Regions from separate parts of the Mus musculus genome. Here regions 2 and 3 are each linked to region 1. Evidence: chromatin contacts called from public promoter capture Hi-C data. All regions are on one chromosome and are shown on one strand. Each heading gives the region's core, a stretch centred on a gene start, on an enhancer-like site or on the middle of the called end of the contact. The rest is flanking DNA. Distances are from core to core; before and after follow the strand shown.

Region 1 (2,818 bases), core at 185-2,684:
AATATGCAGGAAAAGAAAATAGACAATATAATCAGACACTCTGAATTACAGCAACTTTCCAGCAATGTAAAAACAAAAAACATCTGGAGGAAGCTGTATCTAGAATTGGCTGACAGACCTTGAAAAATCCTCCCCTTGGCTTTTGGAGACCACAACAGCCTCAGAGACTAAAGACAAGGGCAGAGTGTAGAGAGGGACCCTGGCATCCCAGCCTAGAACCCAATCTTTATCTTACTCATTCTTCTGCCTCCTGCAATGGAAGAAGGGCCTCAGGCCAGATGTGGGGAGGGGAGAAAGAAGCGAGCTCCCTAAACCCAGCAACTTGGGTTTGAATTGCAGCGTTGATACTTTCTAGTTCTGTGGCCTCCATATACAATGTAGTCAAGTTCTGTGGCCTCCATATACAATGTAGTCAATCTATCTGTGCCTGAGTTTCTTTGTATGTTGAAGGTAGTCCTAGTACTTACAAAGTAAGCTGATGCAAAAACACACAAGTCCAGAATGATCTGGACATACTAGCAATAAATAAGTCCCTCTGCCTCCTCTTTACACAGGTTTCTATGCAGTCGCTAGCTTAGAGCTTTCCCGTGCACAATTATTCTCCACCAGGATTTATTCTCTTTTCTCACTGTGCATTTTACAAAAAGAGGATTAGGTGAGGAGGCTGGAGGGATGGCGAAGAATGCAGAGGCAGGAGACCAGACAGCTTCTCTCTCAGTTGAGACTCCTCCTGGCTCCATACTAGCAGATCAAATCACCAATGTCTGGATGATGAAAAGCAGGCTTAAGGGGGTGCTGTGAGGTCTCAGTCTCATACCTTCCAATGGATCTGTAGATAGACTGGAAGAGTTCCAGAGTACACACACACACACACACACACACACACACACACACACACACACACAGCTCGCTGCTCCCCTGCAGTGTCATTTTTCCCAAAGAGAGAGGCTGTTAATCTATAAAGCATTGGTTTTGCAACCTGTGGTTCACAATCCTTTTGGCAAACCTCTATTTCCAATAATATTTACATTACACTTCAGTAACAAATTCCATTTATGTTATGATAACAATAGTAAAATCACAGTTATGAAGTAGCAACAAAAATAAATTTACCGTTGTGGGGTTCACCACAACATGAGGAACAGTGTTAAAGGTTGCAGCAGCATTAGCAAGGTTGAGAAGCACTGCTCTAAAAGAAAAACACCCAGAGCACTCTCTTCTCCACTCACTGGAACTCAGCTACAAGCCTTCCCCTTGCATCTAAAGCAGTTCCCACCCCCTGGAGTCCCCTTTCCGCTTTCTGTGCATTCCCAGGTGATCTGAGATCCTGAAGCTATTCTCATCCTGTTGCCCTGGGAGTTTTCAGCGCTCCTGGTACAACCTGTTCCTCGCTCCTCAGGCTCTTTTCCTCCTCCCCTTCCTGTCCTTGCTGCTGGGGCCCCAGCTGAACCCTCCAGAGAGACACTCTCTGACTCCGTCCCCAGAGGAGAAACAGGAGGGGGAGGAGGAGAGGAGGGAGCCACAGAGGGCGGAGGCCGGGGAGCTCAGCCAGAGAGGGGCTGCTGGAGGTTGCATCTGCTGGAAGGAGGTTTTTCTGCTGCCTGGTAACCAGCTGCCAGAACACTGAGAGGGAGAGAGAGAGGCAGGGAGCAGGGGCAGCAGCTTCTTGACGTCAGGACCAGCCAAGGGGATCCAGCCAGCTACCCCAGCCAGCCTAGAGCCAGCGGGGGCCCTCGGCTGAAGAGGAAACCGCGAGGCGCGGAGCGTGAGTTGGGGTGTGGGAACCGGTTGTCTGGGGGCGCAGCATGCCCCTTGCCCCCGGGCCATGGAGATCTCCCTGGTGCCCATGGAGAACGGCAGTGCCATGACCCTCAGAGGAGGAGGGGAGGCAGGGGCAAGCTGTGTGCAGAGCCCCAGGGGAGAGTGTGGGTGCCCTCCGACGGCTGGACTCAATAATCAGTCCAAAGAAACATCACCGAGGAGGCGCGCCACACACGAGGATGCGGGCCAGGGTGGGAGGCCTTTGCCCCCTATGCCTCAGGAGCTGCCACAGCCTAGAAGGCCATCTGCTGAGGATGAGGAGGGAGAAGGCGACCCTGGCCTGGGCACAGTGGAGGAGGACCAGGCTCCTCAGGACTCAGGATCACTCCATCACCAGCGGGTCCTCATAAACATCTCGGGTTTGCGCTTTGAGACGCAGCTGGGCACCCTGGCGCAGTTTCCCAACACCCTCCTGGGGGACCCAGTCAAACGCCTGCGCTACTTCGATCCCTTGAGAAATGAGTACTTCTTCGACCGCAACCGGCCTAGCTTCGATGGCATTTTGTACTACTACCAGTCTGGGGGCCGCCTGCGCAGGCCGGTCAATGTCTCCCTGGATGTGTTTGCAGATGAGATCCGCTTTTACCAGCTGGGGGACGAGGCCATGGAGCGCTTCCGGGAGGATGAAGGCTTCATCAAGGAAGAGGAGAAGCCCCTGCCCCGCAATGAGTTCCAGCGCCAGGTGTGGCTTATCTTCGAATACCCAGAAAGCTCTGGGTCAGCAAGAGCCATTGCCATCGTGTCGGTCTTGGTCATTCTCATCTCTATCATCACCTTCTGCTTGGAGACTCTGCCTGAGTTCAGGGATGAACGGGAGCTGTTACGCCACCCCCCAGTGCCGCCGCAGCCCCCAGCCCCTGCCCCAGGGGCAAATGGCAGTGGCTCTGGTGTCCTTTCCTCTGGCCCCACAGTGGCTCCGCTCCTGCCTAGGACACTGGCTGACCCATTCTTCATCGTGGAGACCACATGTGTGATCTGGTTCACTTTTGAGCTGCTT
Region 2 (2,818 bases), core at 175-2,674, 1.2 Mb after region 1:
CCTCCTGGGATCCCAGAGGAGACAGAATCCTAACAAAGCCAGCAGGCTGTCTCATGCCATTGCTCATTTGCAGGTATCGAGGTTGCCTTCTATATGCTGAATCTGGCATACATGAAGGAATATATTCATTCACGGGATATGGATATAAATTTCCTGGGTTTCAAATGCCTAGCGACCAAATCAGATCCCCAACAATAAGACTGCATCAAGAAGATTCTGTTCCAAAAAATGTTTATTGCAGAATTTTTTTAAAAAAAAATCATGTTTGATTCTAGTTATAAAACAAGTCATAAATGTATGCACGCCAGGATGAAAGACAGCTGAAATGTGTTTCTCTAGAGACATGCGTGGTTGTTGGTGTTCTATTTTATTGCTGCCTTTCCCACATGTTCTACTCTGAATGTGTTAATCTCATAATCAGAAAAAAATGTTTCTTGTAAACACAGCACTGGGGATTAGAGTTGTAGCTGGGTTTGGTAGAGTGCTGGCTAAGCATCTCTGAAGCCATGAGTGTGTCCCCAGCTTGTGATGCAGATCCGCAGTCCCAGGACTCAGAGGGTGGAGATTAGAGGGTCAGAAGGATCAAATCCATTCTTGATTACAGGGGAAATCAAGACCAGGGTGGGATACATGAGACTCTGCCCAAACAAACAAACAAACAAAAACACCATGGCACAGCCTACAATTCATTATGTGCAGTTCGATATCCTGAGGAAAGATAGGTATGTTGACTAATTTATGTTTCCTCCAAATTGCAGATTGAAGGTCTGGTTGCCACCAGGCATGGCACACATCTATAGCCCCAGCTCTGAGGTAGCCTGAGACAGAGTTTCAACTTCTGCCAGCCCGGGCTACAAGCTTTGGAGGCCAGCCAGGGCTGCATACCCAAATCCTTTCAAAACCTTCTCCGAGTAAATAATGTCGGAATAGGCAACTGCTCACACAGACTTCCAAAACAGCTCTGGGTCCCAACGCAAGACTTGGCAGATGGTCTCTGGAGAAGCACGACCTGGTGGCCTCCAAAGCGAGGGAGGCTGAACAGCTTTTCTGCCCCAAGTGAGGTAAGGCTGTGTGAGGTGAGGCGAAAGGAGGAAAGGCGAGGACAGAGGTACGGATAGTGTGCAGGGCTGCTAGGGCATCCCTCCATCGCCGATGCGCAGATAACATACGCAGATAAGCAAGACCTGAGCGCCCCACTTGTTCCATGCTAAGTTGGATGTCGGGGACGCGCAGACACACCTCCCCCCACCCCCCATTTTCAGATGCTCCTCAATGCTTGTCCCCCTCCAGCCACTCCAGAGCCTTCCCGCCAAAGCCACATCCAATCAGAAAGTGCCAGCACTGCAACTTGAGCCACATCCAATCATTAGTGGGATGTGGAGCCTAAGGCCGCCCCTAAGGCGCTCTGGGCCAATGAGCCCCGGCCTGGACTCCACATCCGTCCTGGACTGTTGAGCGCGCAGACCAGAGGCGGTTGAGGACCAGTGGTGAGGAACGGCCGAGGCGGCGTCTGAGCGGGTCTCCGGAGTTCAGCATGGTGAGAGCGGCCGGGGTGGTGGGAGCAGTCCCAGGCCGGGGTGGTTGGCCTCGGGGCCTCTGGGGGGGTCGGCCCCACGGGAGGTTGACCTCCGTCTCCTCTGAGGCTAGGGCTTCCTCGCAACCCCAGCTCCTGTGAGGGTGGGCGTTGGCAGAGCAGCCCAGGAGCCCGCAGTCTCCTCTAGACTCCTCACCATGCAAGTGCGTGTGAATGAGATGCTCGGCTTCTTAGCACCTGTGAAGCTCCAGGATGCTGGGATGCAGTTCCAGCCCGGAGTCCCAGCCCCGCGGAGGCTGATGAAAGAGGCGCAAGAGTTCGCGGCCAGCCTCAGTCTCGTGGGCCTCCAGCCTTAAGAAAAAAAGCAACAAAAGAAGGTGGCAGATAGGTTTCTGGAGAGGGAACTTTTGTTTTGTTTACTGGTACCAGTGGCCTTGAGTGCGAGAACCAGTGATGGCTTGGGTTCCAGAAGATCCTAGAAGCCACCAGGCTTTCTGGTCTAATGTTCGTCCACCTAGGAAAGTGAAAGTTACTGAGTCCAAAGAGCCTGTGCTCGGGTCTCGAGCTTACTATGATTGGGAAATGCCGTAGAGCCCCTGGTAGGCCTGCCCTCTCTGCCTCCACTCCGTCAAGATCACAGGCCACCAGCTCCACCAAGCTTGCCAAAGAACTTTTATATAAGTTTTGTGGCTACTGCTGTTTTTCTTATTTCATGGTTTATAAGTGGGATCCATTGTTGGTATTAGAAAGTACATTTGAGGTGTGTGCTGGCGCATGCCACAGTCCCAAGCAGGACATTTGGATTTCAAGATTAGTCTGAGTACATTTGAAGCTAGCATGGACTACAAAAACTTGTCCTAAGGGAAGAATAAAATAAGGCTGAGAACCTAATTTATTAGATTTTTTTTTCTTTGAAATCGCTGTGCATGTATGTCTCTGCAAAGTATGTGCTCCTGAGTGCAGTTTCCCAGAGAGGCCAGAAGAGGGTGTGGAAGACCCAGGAGCTGGAGTCAGGCCGTGGCGAGCCTGATAACTGAGCCCTGATCCTCTGCAAGACAGCTCTCCTACCCACCACACAAACTCTCCGGCCCCAGGCAGAGGACTTCTTAGATACTTGTGTTCACATACGATCTGGGTCTAAACAGCCAGAACTTGTCTTTGTTTCTCTGATGGGCTCTCGTCATCTGAGCTGGCCTCAAACGCCTCTTATTACCTCAGCTCCTCATTGAGCTGGCTACTGTCATGGACCCCCCCACACCGAGCTTGATCGTTTTTTTTTTTTTT
Region 3 (2,818 bases), core at 160-2,659, 1.2 Mb after region 1:
GAGAACAGCCAGAGGGGCAGCCTTGACAAGTCTCCCAGGAGAGACTGGGAGACAGGACAGGACCAGGAGAAGGGAGGTGACACCCAGGCAGGGTTCTAGGACCACTGCTTTAGAATGGTGTGTAGAGAAAGGGAAGGGAATAGACACAAAGGAGCCACCCCCACCCCCCCACCCCACCCCCGCAAGGAGGCTCTGGAGACTGACCAGAAGAGAATGAGGAGTGAAAGGGGAGGGAGAAAAAGGCAGGTCTCAGGGATAACGCTGGGCCAGGGAGAGGCAGGACCCAGAGAACACTGCGCCGATGGTACAGCCCACCCAGACAGCCAGGGAGCCCCCAGGATCTACACAGAATAATTATGGACACACAGAAATCAAGAGAACATGAACACTAGGCCGAGGCCAGAGAAAAGTACATTTTCCAGTGACGAAAACAAGCTGCTACCAACTTCCCCAATTGGAACTGTGGAATTGGAAACCGTGAGACTGACTTTTGGGTCTGTGGGGAGGGAGCAGGAGGATACATGGCCTAGATAAAGAGGTATTAGCTACTTAAGGAGGGTCACGCCAGGAGGGACCTCTTGTCTGGAAGCAGAAATGGAGGCGGCAGAAGGTCAGAGGCTGTCTCAGGGAGAAGTCTGGGACCGGAAGGCTGCCCAGCTTTGTCCAGTTTCGGGTCCACTCCCAAGCACGCTTTCCCAAACTCGTCCCGCCAAAGCGGTTCTCCTAGCACCCAGTCTTCCAACACCCTGCCCCACGCTGTTCAACCTCGGCCAGAGAAAGAAGGCTTCTCCGTCTAACTCCACTGGCCGAGCAGCTGGCCTGACCACAGCCCAACACGGGCCAGGACCTTGACTGTCAGGGGCCCAGGCTTGCCAGCTTGGCTTGCCAGATTCTCTCCCTCTCAGATTTCTCCCTTCCACATCTCAGGGCAGCCCCAGGTGAGGCACAGCAAACCTGGCGTCAAACTAAAGCACAGAAGCCCCTGCCCCCATCTCTACCCCTAGTACAAGCCCACTCCTGCCCGGCGCCTCGCTAGCAACCCACCCTCCCCTCCAGTCTCCCATCTCACCAGTGACAGCAGCAGGCCAGGCACGGTGGGGAGACCCATGTCCGGCCGGCAGTGGCCTCTCACTCCCCCATTGGGGCTGGGGACAGGGCAGCAATTGACAACGCTCGTGAATGAAGTAAGATGATCGGACCAGGTGGCCCGGGCGATGGCAGCCTGGGCCTCGAGTTCGAGAAGCTGAAAGTCAGAGGCAGATAGAGATCAGGGTACGGTCCTCCAGGACCTCGCACCCAGTAGGCCCGATCATGAGCCAGAGTTCGGAAAACTCGGAGAAAATTTAAGCTGAGGGGAGAGAGAAGGTAGGAGGGGAAGGGAGAGTGGCGGGGGTGGTGTTGCAAGAGCGGGACCGGAAGAGCCTGGGGAGAGGCGAGGGAGGAGGAGGGAGGGAACTAGGAGGAGTGAGGAGAGGGCCAAGGTTCTTTAACGCTTTGTAGCCCGGGTCCCGTAGCTTGGCGCCCCAAACCCACTTAACACCACTTAAGAGCTTGAGAGTCCACAGAATTCCAGTTCGGACTCCTTTGCTTTTGAAGTGGGTGAGCTTAGACCGGTGGACTAACCCCTCTAAGCCTGTTGTCAATTTCACGGAAGGAAGCCAGCCCACCTATCTCACGGGACGGCAGGCGGGAGTTATTAGGGGGAGGGCAATATCTGATGCTCGCCCGCCGAGAACTCCTTTGCTTCGCGCTCTCCCTCCCTCTGAGTTCCCTCTAATCGCACTTTCTTGGACGTTTACCCAGTCAGCCCAAACCGGGAGGGAAATCAAATGTTCTTTTCTACCCTGCCTGGGTCCTGACCCAAGGTCACTCCCACTGACTCTCATCTGTGTCTTCCAGACAAGTCCCTCAGCTGCCCACCATGGCTCGGTCACCAACGGTGGGGCACGGGTGAGGGGGTGTCAGGCAGCACCCTCTCCTAAGCCTTGGTTGTCTCCCCAGTTGTTAATTTGGAGTGAAAAGTGCCTGCCCTGACATAGCAAAGAGAAGCCATGAGAATTCAGGCTTCTGTAAAGGGCTCCCAGGGCCCCCTTTCCAACCTGTGTGAAATAGGGTTTCATTTAGCCCAAGCCGGCTGGCCTCAAACTCACTGTCTAGCTGAGGCTGGCCTTGTACTTCTCATCCTCCCACCTCCTACCTGCTGAGACTACAGGTGTGCACCACCACACCCAGCTCTAGATATCCTGATGCATCCGTTGGGACTGACCTCAAAGATAGTTATACCACAGTCTGTAGCTTTAGGGGTGAGGAAAAAGCCACGGGACTCTGCACACTGGGAGGCTGATCTCGGAGAATCAGGATGCCAGCCGAGCTCCTACTGCAAGGCCCACAGTTCTCTCTGTCCTTTTGAGTAAGACCTTACCTTCTGATAGCATCCCTTACTAGGGATGGCTGCCTCCTGCCATCCCCATTTGGGCAGGTCTTCAGTGCAATGGAACCCTGTAACACCCGGACACTATTCACTCGAGTGCCCTTGAGACTCAATGACCTTCTTTATGCATGCCAGTTCAACCAACCTGCGGTCCTTTAAAAGCAGCTGAGACTTTGAGACTTGGAGGGAAAACCCAGGAATAGGGGCATAGGGCTTGGGGACTTGGAACCAGAGCTCCTGGCCCTTCTCCCTGTGAGCTACCCTGACTTCCAACCTCCAGTATCCTAACCCTGCTGTCTCCTCTCCTCTGTGACCCTGAAGGCAGAGCGGAAGACCAGCTGGAGGTGTCCCTGCTGCTGGAAGCTCACCCCCCTCTATCAGACTGGC

Evidence for each region. Promoter capture Hi-C pulls out the DNA fragments that hold promoters and counts their contacts.
Region 2: a promoter capture Hi-C map of embryonic stem cells shows a contact between it and region 1, with 3 times the contacts expected there. The contact joins the promoter of Tuba3a here to the promoter of Kcna5 in region 1. A contact is called at or near these places in 4 of 39 promoter capture datasets (the 3T3-L1 cell line, the C10 cell line, embryonic stem cells and 1 more).
Region 3: a promoter capture Hi-C map of embryonic stem cells shows a contact between it and region 1, with 4 times the contacts expected there. The contact joins the promoter of Tnfrsf1a here to the promoter of Kcna5 in region 1. A contact is called at or near these places in 2 of 39 promoter capture datasets (embryonic stem cells and hippocampal neurons) and 3 of 115 datasets of contacts at active chromatin or transcription factors (craniofacial prominence, embryonic forebrain and embryonic stem cells).

The regions. Positions count from the first base shown.
Region 1 is chr6:126,534,171-126,536,988 of GRCm38.p6, reverse strand. It overlaps Kcna5 (potassium voltage-gated channel, shaker-related subfamily, member 5), which reads left to right and starts at 1,434. Exons shown (of 1, transcript NM_145983.2): 1 at 1,434-2,818. The coding sequence starts at 1,826.
Region 2 is chr6:125,284,687-125,287,504 of GRCm38.p6, reverse strand. Tuba3a (tubulin, alpha 3A) reads left to right here and starts at 1,424. Exons shown (of 5, transcript NM_009446.3): 1 at 1,424-1,537. The coding sequence starts at 1,535.
Region 3 is chr6:125,348,314-125,351,131 of GRCm38.p6, reverse strand. It overlaps Tnfrsf1a (tumor necrosis factor receptor superfamily, member 1a), which reads right to left and starts at 1,409. Exons shown (of 10, transcript NM_011609.4): 1 at 1,070-1,409. The coding sequence starts at 1,108.